2 separate regions of the Sus scrofa genome follow, and region 1 is linked to region 2. The links are chromatin contacts, called in public Hi-C maps. All regions are on one chromosome and are shown on one strand. The core of a region is the stretch at or near the end of the contact, and the rest is flanking DNA. Distances in the headings are between cores, read along the strand shown.

The links. Hi-C and Micro-C count contacts between places; a contact is called where the count stands out from the background.
Region 1: a Hi-C map of liver shows a contact between it and region 2, with 5 times the contacts expected there. The contact joins the promoter of PIF1 here to the promoter of MTFMT in region 2. A contact is called at or near these places in 1 of 47 Hi-C or Micro-C datasets (liver) and 1 of 2 datasets of contacts at active chromatin or transcription factors (alveolar macrophages).

What each region holds. Positions count from the first base shown.
Region 1 is chr1:107,216,591-107,221,214 of Sscrofa11.1, forward strand. It overlaps PIF1 (ATP-dependent DNA helicase PIF1), which reads left to right and starts at 1,990. Exons shown (of 11, transcript XM_021093760.1): 1 at 1,990-2,089; 2 at 2,830-3,406; 3 at 4,501-4,624. The coding sequence starts at 2,843. LOC110260912 (a long non-coding RNA gene) reads right to left here. Exons shown (of 3, transcript XR_002344495.1): 3 at 2,486-2,621.
Region 2 is chr1:106,967,317-106,972,126 of Sscrofa11.1, forward strand. It overlaps MTFMT (mitochondrial methionyl-tRNA formyltransferase), which reads left to right and starts at 3,322. Exons shown (of 9, transcript NM_001244826.1): 1 at 3,322-3,567. The coding sequence starts at 3,347.

The DNA.
Region 1 (4,624 bases), core at 740-3,239, 250 kb after region 2:
TGGCCAAAAATAAATAAAAATAATAAAAATTAAAAAGTAAGGAGTTCTTACTGCGCCGCAGTGGGTTAAGGGACCCAGCGTTGCCACAGATGCAGCATAATTTGCATCTGTGGCTCGGATTCATCCCCTGTCCCTGGAACTTCTATATGCTGTGGGTTCAGTCATTAAAAAGATAAAAAATAAAAGGTAAGCATAAACATGTTGGAATATTTTCAGAATAAAATGTTGAGAGTACCAGAGGCTGAAAGGAGAGAGAACAGGGGGTCATTGTCTTTTTTTTTTTTTAATGGTGTGTATTTTTCTTTAATAATAAAAAATGAGGGTGAACTCCACCTTTTACTTCTATGCTTCCATTTCACTTGAGGGTTTTGTTTGTTTTTTTGTTTACAAGAGTCATTTGTCACCTTTAGATCTGACAACCTTAGGGAAGGGAGTTATTGTCTAATGGGTACAAAGTTTCTGTTTGAGAATAATGAAACTTTTCTGGAGATAGTGGTGATGGTTGTACAACATTTGAACGTTTTTTGTTTGTCTGTTTTTCTTTTTAGGGCCACACCGGCGGCATATGGAAGTTCACAGGCTAGGGGTCCAATTGGAGCTACAGCTGCCGGCCTCAGCCACATATACAGCAATGCGGAATCCGAGCCGCATCTGCGACCTACACCACAGCTCATGGCAATGCCCAATCCTTAACCCACAGATCGAGGCCAGGGATCCAACTCACATCCTCATGGATCCTAGTCGGGTTCATTAACCACTGAGCTACAAAGGGAACTCCCTGAATGTTCTTAAAGGTAATGAATTGTGCACTTAAAAATAGTCTAAACGGAGTTTCCACTGTGGCACAGTGGCTTAAGGATCCAGCATTGCTGCAGGTGTAGCATAGTTCACAGCTGCAGCTGGGTTTGGATCACCGGCCCAGGAACTTCCATATACAGTGGGTACAGACTCCCCCCGCAAACAAACAAACAAACAAACAAACTTCTTGGAGCCTTGGTTTCCTCACTTGAAAAATGGGGGCAATTCAATAAATGAGGGGGCTGACTCACCTGTAAGATCCCTTCCAGCTCTGTCATTCCAAGATTTAATGAGGAGAAAAAAAGATAATTAAAAATAAATTCCCAGAGTTCCCGTCGTGGCTCAGTGGTTAACGAATCTGACTAGGAACCATGAGATTGCGGGTTCGGTCCCTGGCCTTGCTCAGTGGGTTAAGGATCTGACGTTGCAGTGAGCCGTGGTGTAGGTCGCAGTTGCAGCTCGGATCCGTGTTGCTGTGGCTGTGGCATAGGCCGGCGGCTACAGCTCCGATTGGATCCCTAGCCTGGGAACCTCCACATGCTGTGGGAAGCAGCCCAAGAAATGGCAAAAAGACAAAAAAATAAAATAAAAATAAAAAATAAATAAATTCCCTGAGCAGCCAGAGCAATAAGAGGGATTACTGATTCCCTGAAAACAGAGGCTCATTCACTTCCCTTGTACTCTTGAGCATCCGGCCACAGGTCTGAGTTCTACACTGTTGGCCCTCAGCCGGATGGGAAGGACGAATACGTAAAACGACGCTTACAAGGGCAGAGGAAGTGTAGAAAGTTTCGGGGCAGACAGAGACAGCAGTAGCAACAGGCGGTGGAGGGATGTGGTTTGCCCAGAAATGAGCAAACGGTCCTATAAATGTAAACAGGAATGCGAGGGATCAAAGGCAGCTCTTCCCCAAGGCCAAGTTCAGCTGCTGTGTGAGGGCTTAAAGCGGAGGAAGGAGAGTGTGCTGGAGGCTTGAAAATAAGTCAGACACACAACACCACGCGCCGCCCGGATGCGCTCACTTCTTCCTCCCCCTACTCCTACCTGTCCGCGCGACTTGGTACGCTCCGCCAGCACAATAAGCCTCTCCCTCCGGCGTGCTATTGGTACAGCCCAGGCTCCAAGAGTAGACACCCAAAGACACGCCCGTTGCCACGCCCGCTGTCTATGATTGGCTGGAAAATTTAAAGATCCGGCCGATGATAGGGTGATTCTCTACTCCCAGGATTTGAAAGTTCCCAGTGTCCTACCTTTGCGTGCATGCCGGCTCTGTTCAGCTTGTCCGTCGCAAGTGAGTGTTCACTCGGATGCCAGAGGTGGGAGGCAGAGAACCTTCTTCTTCAAGGGGTCCCTGCCGGGAGGGTGCACACGAGTGGGTCAGACGGAGGGAGAATGGATTCCCGCACCCCAGGGTCCCTCTGCGATTTCCCTAACCAAAGATTCTCTACTCTATCCCTACCCTGAAGATGGGAAGCGCCAGGGCTTCAGAATCACACGAGCCCTGACTCCTACCACCCCTTGTGGCCTCTCTCAGCCTGTTTTCCACTTCTGTACACGGAGAAGAGTGAGACCTGCTTGGCCGCATGTAAACTAGTGAACGTACCTGGAAGACATAAGACGCTTATTAGGGAGTATGTTTCCTGTTCACCTCCTCAACGTGAAAGTCTCTGGCTTCTTAAGGACAGGACTCAGGATTCTCGTGTCCGCCTATGGGTCTCTTGGAAGCAGGCTTCTTTTCCGTTCCAGGGCTCCCTTCTGTGGCACTTGGCGGACAGCTGCGGTTCTCCAATGCTGGATGCAATTGACGCTGCCCATCCGCTGCCCTGGAAATTATTGTGTAGGGTAGTAATTTCTAAGAGAAAATCCGGTTTACTCTAGGGCCCTTTTACCATTTCCGTGACCTCTTTGTGTTACCAGTGACAGCCTCTGTGACCCTATGTGGCCTTCACCGGGCTCCCCGTCACGGCTTCTATACAACCTATGATATATTCCTTGAGTCCCCGTGACCCCTGAGCTCCGGTCTTTTTACAGACCCGCAGAGGCGATGGCAATGCTGTCGGGCACCCAGGCAGCGGCAGCAGAAAGCGAGGACGCGGAGCTACGGTGCCGCGTGGCTGTGGAAGAGCTGAGCCCGGGAGGGCAGCCGCGAAGGCGCCAGGCGCTACGCACCGCGGAGTTGAGCCTGGGTCGTAACGAGCGCCGGGAGTTGATGCTTAGGCTGAAGGCGCCGGGACCCGCGGGGCGGCCGCGCTGCTTCCCCTTGCGCGCTGCGCGCCTTTTCACGCGCTTCGCAGCGATGGGGCGCAGCACTCTAAGGCTCCCGGCCTATGGCGCTTCCCCGGCCGGCGCTGTGCAGCTGCTGCTCTCCGACTGCCCTCCAGACCGCCTGCGCCGCTTCCTGCGTACGCTGCGCCTCAAGCTGGCCGCGGCCCCGGGTCCCAGGCCAGCCTCCGCCCGCACTCAACTTCTTGGCCCAAGGCCCCGCGACTTCGTCACCATCAGCCCGGTGCAGCCCGAGGAGCTGCGGCGCGCGGCGGTCACCCGGGTCACGGACACCACGCCAGTGAAACTGCCCACGGAGCCCCGGGTGGGGGCCAAGTCCAACACCGTGAGGACAACGCCTTGGGGAGTGGGTGTGCCACTGAGATGGAAAAGACTAAAGTGGCCCACGTTTAGGAGGGAGATGGTGGTGGTATTTGAGATGGCAGGCTGGTTGTTTCAGAGAAGATGCTCATCGGACTTTTGAAAATAAGAGGGATATGGGCATCGTGCATGTGGTTCTCATAGTGCAATCCTTGAGACTGAGTAAGGAGAATAGGAAAAGTGGGTCCAGGTCACATTAACAGAGAAATCAGGAGATCCCCCTCGTGGCTCAGTGGTAATGAACCTGACTGGTATTCATGAGGATGCGGTTCCATCCCTGACCCCGCTTAGTGGGTTAAGGACCCTGCATTGCACTGAGCTGCGGTGTGGGTCGCAGATGAGGCTCAGATCTGGGTTGCTGTGGCTATGGTGTAGGCCGGCAGCTGTAGCTCTGATTGGACGCCTAGCCTGGGAACTTCCATATGCCACAGGTGCGGCCCTTAAAAAAGAGAGAAAGCAGAGAAGGTGCTGCAGAAGAAAAGTAGGAATATGGTTTCCCAGGAGAAGGAGAGGAGCTTTTGGAGAGAAGTGGTCAGCTGGATAGGGGCAGTCAACAGGTCCAGTCAGAGGGGAGACAAATTCTGGTGGATTTGACAGTGTTTGCCAACTGGAACAGATGGATGGAAGACTACAGGGGTTTGAGACTAAGCTGGTGAGAAGATGGAGATGAGGCAAGAAGAGGCCCTAACTAGGCAGGGTTTTGCTTGGGTGTTCTGAGGTGAGAGAGAGAAATTTGAAACAGAAAGAGTAGTGAGAAGGAAGGATGGCTAAGAGGACCAGGAGAGTTAGGAAACCCAGGGAAGGGAGTTGAGACAGAATCTGGACCTATACACTGGGGTCTTCAGGTCACCAGGGGTCAGTGGAGACCTGGTCCTGGTCCCTTCCTCAAGGGGGAACTGGACCCCTATGGTTACTGGCAAGATCTCCAGGGGAACCAAGGCTGCCCAAGGGCTCCAAGAAATGAAGCCAACAGAAACACAAAGGGCTACCAGGCCAAGAAGGTAGAGGGCAATGCTTAGGGAATGCGGGGAGACTCTGAGACAGCCCTATCCCCCCTAGGAAACCTCAAGGTGGCCCCTGCCTGTGAAGAGGCTGAGCTTGCCCCCCACCAAACCACAGCTCTCCAAGGAACAGGCTGCTGTGCTGAAGGTTGTCCTGAAAGGCCAGAGCATTTTCTTCACTG
Region 2 (4,810 bases), core at 2,072-4,571:
GCTCTCTTGCCTGGAGGGAAGAGGTTGGGAAACCAAGGATTTTATGATTTGATCTCTAAGCCTATTTTGTTATTTCCCTTGGTTTACTAGATTGACTATCTGCATTAAAGAGAAAGTTTCTTATCCCTTTCTCTTAACCCTAGGCTGTTTCTCATTCCTATAGTAGCACATCTGGCTTCCCTTCCTGGGACTCTGGCATCCTTCAACTGTCATGTGAGCTCTCAGACTCTCTCCTCAAGGACACCCCGTCCTGTGGCTTCACGCTGCCTCTTAAGCTCTCCCTTGGGACGGAAAAGCATCCCAGGTTCCTGGTGGGGGAGTCTGTAGTACTGAACAGCTTCTTTAGCATTTGTGTGTCATCTGTAAGAGCTGAGGGCAGGTATAGGATGGCCAGCATGTCCCGGTCTTTCCCCAAGGGGTGGCCTTAAAGACCCAACCTTGCTTTACTGAGCAGCTGGACAAATTAGGAAGTGATCTCTATCTAATGCGACCACAAAGGGCACTAAGGACAGCCGGGTGGGAGGAGTCAGAAACTCTGGGGCTTGTGTAATTGTCCGCAAGACTCATCGCACAGCGCCCTCTTGCGGACTTCTGGTGCAACCGATGCAACCACAGGCAGTAGATGGCAGTATATGGAACGCATCCCTAAGGTACCACTGGCTGCGTCCCTCGGTTCAGTTCCTGCCACTGCCACTGACCCAATGCCTGTGTATAGCAAACCTCCCCCTGGCCACATGTGGCATTGTCTTCCAGGCCACACGCGGGAATTCTTGTGGACTCAGGCATTGGCCACCTTACTAACCAGATCTCTGACTATTTTCCTCTAGTGCCCCAGCTCCATCCTTCCCAGGCAGGGCTCTGGCTGCTCCTTCTGACTCTTAGTGCCCACAGGCTAATCTGTCTCTCTTACTCTCTCACACACAGACTTAATCTGTGGGGTGTCTCCTTACTCAGGTTTAGAGTGAGATCATGGGGTACAGGAAGAGATGTTTCCTGCTTCCTCCCATTTCTGGATCAGCTCTCTCACACCCCTAACTCAGTCGTGGAAGCCACTCCCACATTCTAGATTTCTACCAAATGGCTCCACTTGCTTGTCTCATCACTTCAGTTTTAAAACATTCAAAGCTGAAATGTCATCATGGTTACCACCAAGTGTTCAGAACCTGGAGTAATTTCATTGATTCAAATGCACACATACTCCATTCATCAGGGGAGAGAAATTTCTGGAAACTGGAGCACCAGCCAAATTAGCACTATCAGGATTCTTTTATAGCCCAGTTCCCTTCCCTTGAATGTGCTTTCTGAATTTTTTTTTTTTTTTTTTTTGGCCTTGCTGAGGGCATGCAGATCATCTGTATTTAACCTAGATCTGCATCTAGGGCCAGGGATCTAACCCAATCCACAGCAGTGACAGCACCAAATCCTTAACCACTAGGCCACCAGAGAACTCACGGATGTCTTATTACCTAAAACTTCTTGCCATTAGGAGCTGATGGCCTCATCTTCTCTGTGTGCTTTATAGTAGCTCCAGCCATGGATTTGTTTGGGCTAGGAAATGGACTTACCCCCCCCATTCCAAATTTACCACCAAGAAATTCAGAAAAATCTCCTTTTTAGCATCCTGGGAAAAAGTCAGCTGTACAATAATACCATGTTCAGTTAATTTATTAAACAGATTTTTTTCCACGTTCAGTTATTTACTTTTGTCTTTTTGCCATTTCTTTGGGCTGCTCCCGCGGCATATGGAGGTTCCCAGGCTAGGGGTCTAATCAGAGCTATAGCCGCCCGCCTCTGCCACAGCCACAGCAACGTGGGATCCGAGCCATATCTGCAACCTACACCACAGTTCACGGCAACACCGGATCCTTAACCCACTGAGCAAGGGCAGGGATCGAACCTGCAACCTCATGGTTCCTAGTCGGATTCGTTAACCACTGAGCCACAATGGGAACTCCCTATGTTCAGTTTTTTAAAAAGTAGTTTTCTAAAAAGAGTCCACCCGCTAGAAAATTATATGTCAATGGTAGAAGGCAGCTCCCTGGAGGAAGGGGTTGGTATTGGCCCCTCACACTGAGCCAGCGCTGTGTTTGGCAGAGGGCGCTATGAACAGCTCAAGGCAGCTCTGTTGGGCGGGGCTACCTGTAGAGAATTTGGGCTGCTGAAAATTGCGCATAATGCAGGCTTTCTAACATAAGCAGAGGAATTACATAAACACAAACATGAAGAGTCACCCTTTTTGGGTGTGTCTTTTTAGGACCACACCTGTGGCATACAAAGGTTCCCAGGCTAGGGGTCAAATCAGAGATGTAGCCGCCGGCCTACGCCACAGCCACAGCAACGCCAGATCCTAGCCTTATCTGCAACCTACACCACAGCTCCCGGCAATGTTGGATCCTTAAACCACTGAGCGAGGCCAGGGATTGAACCTGGGTCCTCATGGATGCTAGTCGGATTCATTTCTGCTGAGCCAAGACGGGAACTCCAAGAGTCACACTTTAGACAGCAGCCAGATTCTAAGATAATAACCCAAATGACTATTTGGCTTGTATTTGTAAGACATATTATATGGAGAAAGACAATTTTAAAGATATTAGAATAAAAAATATTAGAATCATATTCCACTTACCCTAAAAGAGAGTACTGGAAGAGAATTTACTTGGTAGAAGGTTGGGATCCCATCCTGCTCCCCTTCTCATATATGATCAGATTAGCAAAATAAAATCACCGGAAATGCAGTCCCACCCCCACTCCTCTTTGGTTTTGTTTGTGGTGGTTGTTTGTTTGTCACACCTGCAGCATGCCGAAGTTCCTGAGCCAGGGATCAAACCCTCAGAACCACAGCAGTGACAATGCATAGCATCCTTAACCCAGTGAGCCACCAGGGACTCCTTCCTCTTTTTTATTCAACACACAGGTGAATTTGGGTTAGGAATCAATCCGACTGCAGCTGCTAGGGTTGCTGCAGAGGTGCGGGTTTGATCTCCGGCCTGGTGCAGTGGGTTTAAAGGGCATTGCTACAGCTGCGGCAAAGGTCGCAGGTGTGGCCAGGATTTAATCTCTGGCCCTGAAACTTACATGCGCCGTGGGGAGCGGCCATAAGAATAAAAATTATTTGGGGGAGATTAGTGAAATCGTGCAAACCAATGCAGCGGAAGTCACGGGGACGCTTGAACAGGTAAACATCAACTGTTAAACACAGATGAGCCAAGCCGCTGATCAGGCAGGCCCCGCCCCAAGTAGCTGAAAGACCTCGCCCATCGGGTTTCCTCCCAGGCTCCGCCCCACCCGCCGGGTGCCCTCCTCGCACTCCTATGCGCCTGCGTAGTGTAGGCCGCAGGCAGAGGCGATGAGAGTGTTTATGCGGCGCTGCTGGGGGACCCTGCCTGTCGGTGGCTGCGCAGGCCGAAGGAAGATCCCGCAGTGGCCAGCGCTGGCCGGGCTAAGTGGGTCCCCTGGCGGGGAGGACGGATGGGGCGTCCGGGTCCGCGAGAAGCCGCCCTGGCGGGTGCTTTTCTTTGGCACTGACGAGTTCGCCCGGGAAACGCTGCGGGCGCTGCACGCCGCCAGGTACCGGGGCCGGGGGTTGGGAGGTCCGGGTTGCTGAGGACATGGCTCTGGAGCCCCTCCGGCTGGCCTCGAGGGTTTCGACTCCTGGTCAGGGCCAGAGATTAAATCCTGGCCCTCTCGCAGCGCGAGAGGAGTGTGGGCCCAGATCTTGGCGTCCCCGGAAGGTGCGCGGGGTCAGCCTGTGAGTGCCAGGCTGGCCCTGTCGGGTCTACACTCCCTACTCTCTCCGCAGCGCCTGGCTGGTGCTGGCCCCTTTACAGGCACCCTCTGTCCAGTCCCACCACCTTCCAGGCCGTTTTGCGCTTAAGGAAACTATCCTACATTTTTTATTTCCTCACTCTTGTTTTTTCCTGATGCACCCTCACACTCATTTCTGACAACTCCATTCAAGTCTTCCCTGCAGATACTTCACAGCAGACCCTCATAATGACTCTTTCATGATTCCGCTGGTATTCTCCCTCCACACATGTAACACCTTCTATAACACTGTCTTCACACATGTTTCCTCCGCACACCCTCCATAGCGCACTCTCCACGTGCTGCATTCCCCTTATTGCTTCCTCCATCTCTCCCTGCACGTATCCTGATGCTTTACTTGGTAGTGCCAGTACTCCTGCACTTTCTCTTTTGGGCCCTCCTGTCTACTCCTTTTCTCATAACTCCTCAACATGATGCAATACCTTCTAAATAACTGAACAGCTCTGGGCATTGGAATACTATACAGCAGGTAAAAAAATGAGGTGGTGCTACATGTAGTGTCATAGGATGATGTCCATGACATGTGTGTATCTATATAGACACAGATTTTAAGTATCTATTCAAATAACATGTAATTATAGTAAAAAATTCAAAGGATACGATGAAAAGTCAGTCCCTTCCATCTCTGTCTCCCAGTTCCTCTCTTCAAAGATACCCACTGTTTTCAGCTTCTTATTCTAGAAGTGTTTGATGGATATACAAGCAAATGTATATTTAACCCATTTTTTAAAAAAAGACTCACATAATAGTATACATGGTGTTGAGAAAAGTTAAATGTGGAGCAGTATATATTATATCCCAATTGTGTAAAATGTCTGTACTGTATAAGTTTTAGTATGAATAGGAAATTTCTAGAACTGTAACAGTAGCCAGTAGCCACTTGTGGCTCTTTAAAACAATTAAAATTAAATAAAAAGTAAAACCTCATCTCTCAGTTGCACTAGTATTAATCATTTTCCCTTAAGTGCTTTGTGAATTTAATCTT